Linked DNA regions of Arabidopsis thaliana: regions 1 and 3 are each linked to region 2. A link is a contact called in public capture Hi-C data. All regions are on one chromosome and are shown on one strand. The core of a region is the stretch at or near the end of the contact, and the rest is flanking DNA. Distances in the headings are between cores, read along the strand shown.

Region 1 (3,147 bases), core at 226-2,725, 480 kb after region 2:
CTTGGGTTAGCCAAAAGTCCACACAAAATGATCATAAACTCGTACCACCACCACTCCAAACAAACAGATACACAAGTGGGTATGGCAAGTGAGAGCAAAGCCGACCAACCTTTAAGAGAGTCAATAGTAATTGGGACCCATGTATCACTATGCACGCTAGTGAAATACACAAAAGAGGATAAGAGGACTACAAGGTTGAGATTTGTCAAAACCATAGCTATAGCGACTCCCGCTACTCCCATCTCAAGTTTCACCACTAGGAGGTAGTTCAAAGGAACGTGGAGGAGAACGGACACGGCCGTGGAGTAAGTCACGGGCAATGTAATGTTTTGTGTTCGGAGGTAAATTCGAAGAGGGTGAAGCAGAGAGAGAAGGAAGAGGTCAGGGATGGCGAATAGAAGGAACTGTTGAGCAACAGAGGAGATCTCTTCATCTTGGCCGCACCATAAGAGGATTCGGCGCATGTTGAGCCACGAGAAGGAGATAGGGACCGAGCAGGAGAGGAGTAGGAGGACGGTTCTTTGAAGGGTTAGTCCTAAAAGCTTCATTTGTTTAGCTCCGTATGCTTGGCCACAGATTGGTTCCATCCCCATGGACAAACCGGAGATGACGGAGTAGCCGGTGATATTGGCAAAGCCTATGGAGAGAGATCCTCCGGCTAACTCAAGCTCACCGAGGTAGCCTAAGAACAGCATCGATATCATCGCTCTTGAGTACATAAGAAGCCCGGTCATCGCCGTCGGCCCAGAGATTTTTCCGATCGCCTTCACTTCCTCTAAGCCCTGCCGCCAGATAATTAAGAAAAGAAAAGTCAAGACCAAGAACCGTCCACGTCAGTAGATCGTTTTTTTCTTTTCCCTGGTTAATGGTTAATTATATTAATCAAATAAAGCTTATCTTAAACCTTTATAAAAAAATGACAAAACCAAATCACCAACCGGGACCAAAGATTTAGGTATATATATAAAAAGGATTGCGAAACTGTTGTTTCTATTTATATATATGTATATGTATATATGCTTTTGGTATAGTTCGTACAATCTAGTTTTGTCAAGAACTAGATTCTTGAATTATTATGTTCATATCTATGTAGAAAAAAACAAACATTTACGTATAGGAAAAAAAAAGAAATAATTTACCTCCAGAAAACTTGGCCATCTTTTAAGGTCTAGAGAATCAGTATCCCTGAATTCAGAATAATGAGGATTATCTGTATCACAGGTTTCGAGTTTTGAGATATGGGTTTTGTCTTTACAAGATAATAAGGAAGATGAAGCAGAAGATGGTTTTGAATTACACATGATTCTTAAGAGGAGTAAACTGGTTTTGTTGGGAGTAGAGATAAAAGGACAAAGAGACAAAGTCTAGAGCTTTTAGTCTTTTGGAGGCAAAACGATTTTATGCAAATGATAAAAGGAACCGAGAGGAACTAATATTTTTAATATGGAATTGGTTGGGCCTTTTGGAGGAGAAAGGCTGACTATTTATAGTTGTAAAGAAGCGATATCGTTTCTACACGTGGCGAAAATTAGTTTTAATTTCTTTTTAACAAAGAATTGATTTTCTAATAGGGAAGTGGGACTTTTTTTGTTTGCTTTGACTAAACAAATCGTGTGTCCACCAAATAAGTCTGTGAGAAGAACGACACACAGGTTTAGGATAGCTCAAGAGTTCACTTTTGAAGAAAGACATAAAAATTGGTTTAGTTAACTATTTTAAAATACATCGCATTACCTTTAATAATAGCAAATCTCTTTCCTAATCTTTAACTCAACTTTGGGCTTCACTATATATTGAACTCTTTCGGTTATGTCGGCTGGCGAATTCACAGTCGTCCTAAGTGCTAGAATATCAGGCTGTTGTTACCTCTTAGGCTGAGAGGATAAAAAGCATTTATTCAATAACGGTTGGTCACATAAGTTGATGGGGTTAGTACTTGTTTTGAAAAATACTTGGGTGAACTTTTTTATTCTAGCCAATCAAAATCTACCACCTAATAAATAATATTAAATTAATTTAATTAGAAAATATAATTTGCCATAAAAAAATTATATATCAGTTATAAGAAAAAGTTAAGATTTCAATTTTATGATTGATGAGATTGAATATCGGTTTGAGTTTATAAACAGATTTAAATTTTACAATTAAACAAGTTTAAATATTGATTTAGGTTTATAAAAGATAATAAAGGTTTTAAATTTTCTAATTAAACGAGATTATATATCGGTTTGGATTTATATAATAGTAGTTAGGATTTAGATTTATAATTAAATGAATTTTACATTTTTATGGCATTTATAGATATTGTATGCTATTTGACTCAAATTTTACGGATTTACAATTTTTATACACTTAACAATGTATATACATTTATGATTTGTTTTTGCTAAAACACATACTCCATAGCAAATATTAAAAACAAACAAAACCAACTAAGGTCGGTCCTATTAATATGCCAATTTTGCCTCTCTCTTTTTTTTTTTCCTTCTTTTTTCTTTTTTTTTCTTTTTTTTTGATAAAAAATGAAATTTTATATCATTTGTGATTTGTGACACAATTACAAATTTTATGCCATTTTGTTTTTCTTTAATTCCGCTGAAACATTTAGAAACAGAGGTCGGTCCTATTTTATAACTCCGAAAATTTTAAGGTTAGGTGTAATGATGTCAAACAGGAAACTGCACTAGATTAGTCTATATACTTTCTGTGAAGATAATCCTTTCTTTTTTTGCACTAACGGTTAATTTAAGTTTTCCTAGTCAATCAAGATAAAATTTAAGTTTTTCCTATGTCTAAAATATCAAATTATGCTGTAAAATGGCATGAGATTTAATTTAGCATTTTCTTCCAATTTCAAATTGCATGTCTATTGCAACTTTAGCATATATAATTTTAACATTTAGGTTTAATGAATATATGTAATGTAATGTAATGTTAAACACTATTATGCAGAAAATGGCTTGAAAGCATGTTCATTGCCACCATACCATGAAACCTAAAAACTATTTAAAATAAATAAATCTTTATAAAAGTAAATGTAAAATATTAATAGTAACTTATTTATTATATATAACTTATTAATGTTAAAATAGCTTGTTTTCTATCAAATGATTACAATTAATTAAAACGTTGTATCAATATTTTACC
Region 2 (3,472 bases), core at 688-3,187:
GAGTCATAACTCATATGCTACTGCGCCAGTTTTTCTAGCCGGTAATTTTAGGATTATTCTCCATGAGATCCGATTTTAAAAGTTAAATAAATGAGCTGTCCACTTAAATCTAGTGGACAAAAGAAAGAGTGAAACATTTCCAACTATGTATTACACACATTTTGGATTATTCTAAGTTTCGATGCACAACATAGTGCTATACTGTTCATTTTAAAAAAAAAAAATTTCAAATTTTCTGATGATAAGTTAATAATCCTTTGGTTCTCTCAATATAAGAAAAATTAGTACAAATTTAATACAAGAAAACCTTACAAAAACAAATAAATATTATATGGTGATTGGAGCATACAAGAATAGTAGTTTTCACAATTTCATATACTAAAAACATATAGATAAAAATCTAAGACTGATGAGAAAAGTTGGTCGATATTTAAACATAAATAAGCTCTATTAGTATACTTTTAGCAATTCGAATGGAAGAAGAAAACACAGAAAATAAAGTGGTTTGAAACAGAATGATAGAGAGGTCTTATTGTGGACAAGAAGTTGGTCAAGTGTAAGAAAGGCAGTAAGGAAATGAACCTTAGCTGCAGATGTTAAAACTCCCAAAGCATCACGTGAAAGCCTTTCTTGTCCTCCTTCTCTTTTAGCTATATAATTTAATTAAGACAGTTAAGCTTAAACAAATCAAAACGTTATTTACAATTATTCTTGAAAACACATACTCTTTCTTTAAATTAAGAAATGAGATCATCTTTAGACATATTTGGCAGTGAACTTCATCAAAACTTACAGTTTATTAGTATTACAGTTTACATAAAAACTAGATATTTCATGTATATAATTTTTACAATGATTAAGTTTGCTTTTATCACTGTCTATTTAAGAGTGTAGTTTGTGAATGAAGTATTTTCCCAAGACTTCCGATCTTAAAATAATTTATGCTTTCAATTAACAAAAATAAATCCCCTAAAATGACGTATAAGATATTCTACTTGGATTTTAAGTCAGCAAGTTTTTTTCGTATTAATGTAGGAGTATTTTTGTTTTTATTACAAATATCTCTATGATTTTACAAGATGGTATAATACTAACTTTTACATTTTTTCTAATCTTTTGTAACATTCCCACAAAAAAGGTTAAATGATTTATTTATTTTTAAGTTAAAGGAAACTTCTTTATGCATAATCAGATTATTTAGGCCATCTCCATTGGGGTATCTCAATGAGATACTCTCCCACTAGAATAATGAAAAAAAAATGAAGGAGATAGAGAGAGGTTCTTATTTGAGAACCTATGTATAGTTGTATACTACACTTGTCTTTTCCTAATTGGTTCTTATCTTAAATTAAAATAATAAAAAATTAAATATATAATTAAACTATATAAAATACTAATATTCTTGTGTTGAGATATCTATAGGAGTATATAAACTAATGGAGATGCTCTTAAAACCGAAAAATTTGTTGATCTTTTAATTTAAACAAGGAAAATAACACATTAAAAGTTAACTTTATTTGGCTTATAAGGTCAAAAAGAGAAAGCGATTTATCAAAAATTTTGGAGAACACCCACTTTCCGTAAATTTCAATATATGAATTAGACAACTCTGAAACGAAGTTGGTCCACGAAGCATTAATAAATTTATCATCGTGTGAAGGAGAGATTTATCAAAATATTATTTAAAGATAACTGTTATTTCATTTGTGCATGACAGCAGGAACAATATTAAGTATGAGATTCGAAACAGTACTCATCAAAACATTATTGGAATCTACAAAGTCATGCGCGACACCAACGGTGTCCACCTAAAGAGATATTGCTACACACACACACACATACATATACATATCATACTGAAATATGTGTACGTACTTGTGTACGTTGTATAGTGTGTAATTGCTATGCATAGAGCTAGAGGAGGAACTATGAACCATCTATAGTGTACAAGAATTCAATTGTAGATACTTTTATAACTACTCATTTTAAAGGCTCTAAGGCATATATTTGGTTTTATTAAGTATACAAAACATTAAAGATTAACTGGATTCATTACCTATAAAATTCAAACCCACATATACGATAAACTTTTAAAAAAAAGGACTGCAAATCGGAATTGTTAATACGAAGATTAACCTCGGGTTTATGATGGATCATCATCAAGATGTAACATACTCGTGGGTAGAGAGAAAGAGGTGGGGAAATGATGATATAAGAGTGTGAAATCAATAGATCTATGAAAGGGACAAACAATGATAGAGAAAAGGAAAAGAGGTAACAAACATCTTAAAGCTCCTATGGGTTGGAGGACAATATGACTGAGATCTCTTAATGTGGGGTCTTTTTTTAAGATAGAGACACTTATAATTGGATCCATCACTTCCACAACTATCTTCTTACTTTTTCCTTTTTCTCATACTCTTTTTTTTTTTTGATTTGATTCTTGCTTTTAGTTTTCCTTTTCGCTTTATATATATATATTTTTTCTTTTTCATTCGACCATTGCACCAATGTGTTTAAAACTCAGATTTTTAAAACACCTATGAGACAATTTGTATAAGCTACCAATTTTTTACTTTTGTGTTTCAAAAATACCATAGTTATTTTTAACTACCTCAATTTTGTTTCTTTTCGAAAGTTCTATAAGTTAATATTATTTATAAAGGGTTTGTAAAAGCGTCCTGATAAAAAAAAAAACTAAAAAGATTCGAACCTTCACCAATATTAAACTATTAGTTATAGACACAATGCCAGTTTTCTTTTATACCTATATAAAAAAATAATGGTAATGGAAATTATTGGAAAGTATGTTTTCATATGAATGAAACATTAGTTGTGGTATAGGTATCCATAATAGTAGTAAGGTGGCTAGTGCATTGTCCTCCTCAAAGGGCCAAAGAAAGCTTAGTGATATATACTTTGGTAAGCATTTCTTCTCCCTAACAACCAACCAAGGACTTTGGGCAAAGATACCCTCGCATAGTTTTCAACACTTTATTAATTTAATAATTTTTTGGATTACAAAAATCAATATGTCATTTCAAATGTCAAAGCACTTGATTTGCTTTGCTTAGCATAAAATATAGTATTTGTTTTAATTTTCCATTTTCTTTACAGAAAGGATGGCACATGGGAGACATGGTCACAGTGTAGGCAATATCCTCTTCTATTCTATCTTCTCATCAAACCCATCTTCATTTCAAAACATGCATAAATTCCATGGAATATGCAAATATACAAAGCAAAAATAAAGAAAGCTTTTTAGCATAACACAAGATGTTTTTTATAGAAATTAAAAAACACTAACTAGTTTATTTAATGTTAATCTAGTTCAGTTTAAAGTTCTGATAAGAGTTTAAAATTTAAATAAGTATATATTTACCTGCCGTATACAACAATATTTTGTATATGTAGACTGTTTTACCTTCCTTTTTTTGTGAATTGTCAATTATGAGTTAGAGTCCAGACATAT
Region 3 (3,295 bases), core at 120-2,619, 390 kb before region 2:
CCATTTGCATGAAACCCCGAACTCTGAGGAATCTCACTAAGCATCGAAACAAAAGAGACATTGTAGTTATCATTGTTGAGATCACCTGTATGATGAAACCTCTTGCTCGATAAGAAAGATCCGAATGAAGATGATCCTGAGGCCTCGTGGCCCATTCGGTATTGACCACACAAGGAACGTTTGTCTGAAGAAACGACCATACCGTCGAAAAAGTGTTCTTCGTTATTGTTATTATTGTTGTCGTTGTTGTCTAGTACTGATGTAGAAGAAGAATTAGCAGATGATTTTGAGAGCATGCCTTCCATTAGATCCTCTCTAAGTAATACTCTCTCCATTGTTGGTCTTTGTGAACTATTCTTCTTATAGATCCTACATAGAACCCAATCGTCTAGCTGCAAAATTTTGATTTGTGGTACAAATCAACACACCAAACTATATAATAATAATGTCAGTCGCATTAATCCAACCAGAAGAGTATCTTGAGTTTTCCCAAAAAAGAAAAGATTTTGGTATGATTTTCCCACGTGAAACAATATTGTAGATTAAAATAGTAGTGTATAATGGTGGCTTAGTGAGTTTGGTTAATATCATTTTTCACATACCCGTAGTGAGTTTTTCCTTGTCGTGGTTAAGTCAGGCGGCTTAGCCGCAGTGCTAAGGTTACCATCAGTGAGGCGATATTCATGCATGATCCAATCTGTTTTTATCCCTTTAGGAGGCTTTCCACCGTAAAAAACAAGCGCTTTCTTGACACCAACCTTGTGACTATTGCACGTAAATATCGGTTTATCGGTTCCCGTTGCTTTCCAATAACCGGAAGTTGCTGCCCGGTTTGGCCTAACCCCATTTGGATACTTCCGATCCCGAGGACTAAAGAAGTACCACTCGTGCTCTCCAAAACTCGCCTTGCCTAAACCATTCAAAATATTATTATCCACAAGATAGTTACTATATATACCAAATTTAAATAGTGGCTAGATTACAGTGGTCATAGTAAAATTAAATCGTACATTTTAATCATATCATTAAAGCATAAATTAGGAAATATAAATACTTGGAAGCTCCCAAGGATCAAACTTGTAAAGATCAATCTCTGCGATGATTGAGACTGGAAGTGGAACAGAATCTGCTTTCTTCTTGAGGTAATGAACTACTAGTTCCTCATCAGTCGGGTGAAACCGAAACCCGGGAGGGAGATGCGGATGGCCCGGCCCTATGCTCGAATCCCCCATGTTTTCCATCAACTTCTAATTTGATATAATGACGATATTTTCACGAAATCAGTCTCATGATCGTCAAGAGAATATGTAGGAAAAGTATAGATTATTTTGGAGAGTGAATGTGTTTCATATAAGATGCGAGAAGAAATAGGTGTTAGGTTTGTGTGAGCATATGAGTACCGAACTGGGTCCCTCGACGAGGAAATTACACGTGGCTAATCGTAGGGCCCAAAATTAGCGGCCAATGGGCATTAAATTTTGGAGAAAAGGCAGGGTTTTTTCGAACTGCCTTATGTCATGCCTTTCTTATGCTACACATCACGCACATACCTCATTTTGGTTTTTGTGTAAGATTTTATAAAAACTAGAAATGTGGGAATTCTCTATAAATATATTTTAAAAAATTATCGTGTTACCAAAATGTGTTTTTCGTTCGCAATTGAACTCTAGTAAACTATGAAGATAATTAATACAAAGAAAATCCAAATAGTCGACTGTAGTAGTTATATATATATATATATATATATATATACATGTATAAACTTTGGGTACTAGCATAATTTTCCAAGTTAGTAATATTATCAATAATCAAGAGTTTCAAATTACTGATGATGTTTTTAGGAATCGATCGACTCGTTGCATGGAACTACACGAGGTGTACGAAGATTCTTCGTCGTCGAAGGACATTGTTCAAGAGATATGGTGAGGTGACTTTATCAGGAGTCAGGAGATATGAGGTCATGGGGTCTGCTAGGATGTTTTGTTACATTTCGGTGGACATCACTAGGACGTGGTATAAAAAGACTGGCTCACCTTGATATAGATTGAATCTAGTGGACCTCATCCTATAGTAGTAGGCCCGGCCATAGGCATGCATGCGATGCTAAGACTCAAAAGGTAAGGCCCATGATCCTTTCATCTAAATTCCTTTGAAGCCTAACTTTAAGAGTTTGGGTGATAGAATTGAGGATTTGCTTCTGAGATATGGACTAGGCTAGGATTTTAGGCCTCTAATGGCTAAATTTTTGAGAAATTTCTTCTTCTTCCCCCTCTTCATTCTTGTGAGTTGTGACAATTCTTTTTGACACTATGTTAGCAAACTCTCCAAATTCTTCTTCTTCCAACTGTTCCATGAGAGGATTCGAGGAGACTCATATATTAGTATTACACACGGTTGTGGTTCAGATTACTGTCCACTCCCAGCCCAGCCCAGCCCCGACATCTCGAACATTAATTCTATATATATTTCGTCTCTTTTTTTTCTGTACGAACAAAATAGTTTAGTATTTCACTTATAAAATTAACGAGAGTAAAAACTACGATATAATACAAATGGCCATTAAAGATTAAATAAATATAAACATCAAAACATATCAAAGCGGACTGGTTAGTTATGTTACGTTGTACCACCTTTTTATAACTTTTTTTAAACCGTTTTATTTATATATAAGCTGTTGACTAAACTGAAAACATCAAAACATATATCTTCCTAAGAAATTGGTGTGTCTATTTAAATTTAATATCTGAGTTAATATGAAATTTAATTTTATTGATGAATTTGTATTTTGATTTAATATCTTTATTCTAGATACAGTTGGTCATTTCTCTTTGCTTTTACTATGTTACTTTTTGAGATGGTGACCGTTTCAAAGATGTTTACACTTTTACTTACTTCTTTCAACGGGGTTTAGTATAAAAAAGAACAAAGGAAAAGTAGCGAATACTTTTTGACGCAAATATAACTAACAAATATTTTTTGATTCAAAAGTATATGTACGTCTTTGAAGGTTTTTTTTTAATCTTTTCTTCAAACCACACGAGAAAAGACAAAAATGCTTGCAAGTCAAAGATAAGAATAAATTCACTCGTTTCTTGAAGTATTTTCAAATAGACACTAGTATTTTCTTGAAGTCCAAATGTTAGAAAAAGAAGTTTGAATTCTTCCTTGAGTATTAGCGCGAGAAGAATCACAATTTTTATGAATATTTACAAAAACAAAGTGGCAAAATATCCAAGATCCGACATGGAGTTCTCGGACCTTATTCACAAAGACACAAACCATAGCTAACTATAAG

Evidence for each region. Capture Hi-C pulls out chosen DNA fragments and counts their contacts.
Region 1: a contact with region 2 is called in a capture Hi-C map of seedling, with 2.6 times the contacts expected there. A contact is called at or near these places in 3 of 26 Hi-C or Micro-C datasets (callus, root and seedling) and 2 of 3 other capture datasets (root and seedling).
Region 3: a contact with region 2 is called in a capture Hi-C map of seedling, with 2.4 times the contacts expected there. A contact is called at or near these places in 2 of 26 Hi-C or Micro-C datasets (callus and root) and 2 of 3 other capture datasets (root and seedling).

What each region holds. Positions count from the first base shown.
Region 1 is chr1:21,651,316-21,654,462 of TAIR10.1, reverse strand. ZF14 (MATE efflux family protein) reads right to left here and starts at 1,475. Exons shown (of 2, transcript NM_104614.5): 1 at 1,140-1,475; 2 at 1-782. The coding sequence starts at 1,301.
Region 2 is chr1:22,127,336-22,130,807 of TAIR10.1, reverse strand. AT1G08297 (a long non-coding RNA gene) reads right to left here and starts at 1,937. Exons shown (of 1, transcript NR_139405.1): 1 at 1,607-1,937.
Region 3 is chr1:22,514,676-22,517,970 of TAIR10.1, reverse strand. It overlaps NAC025 (NAC domain containing protein 25), which reads right to left and starts at 1,369. Exons shown (of 3, transcript NM_104792.3): 1 at 1,055-1,369; 2 at 603-910; 3 at 1-392. The coding sequence starts at 1,241.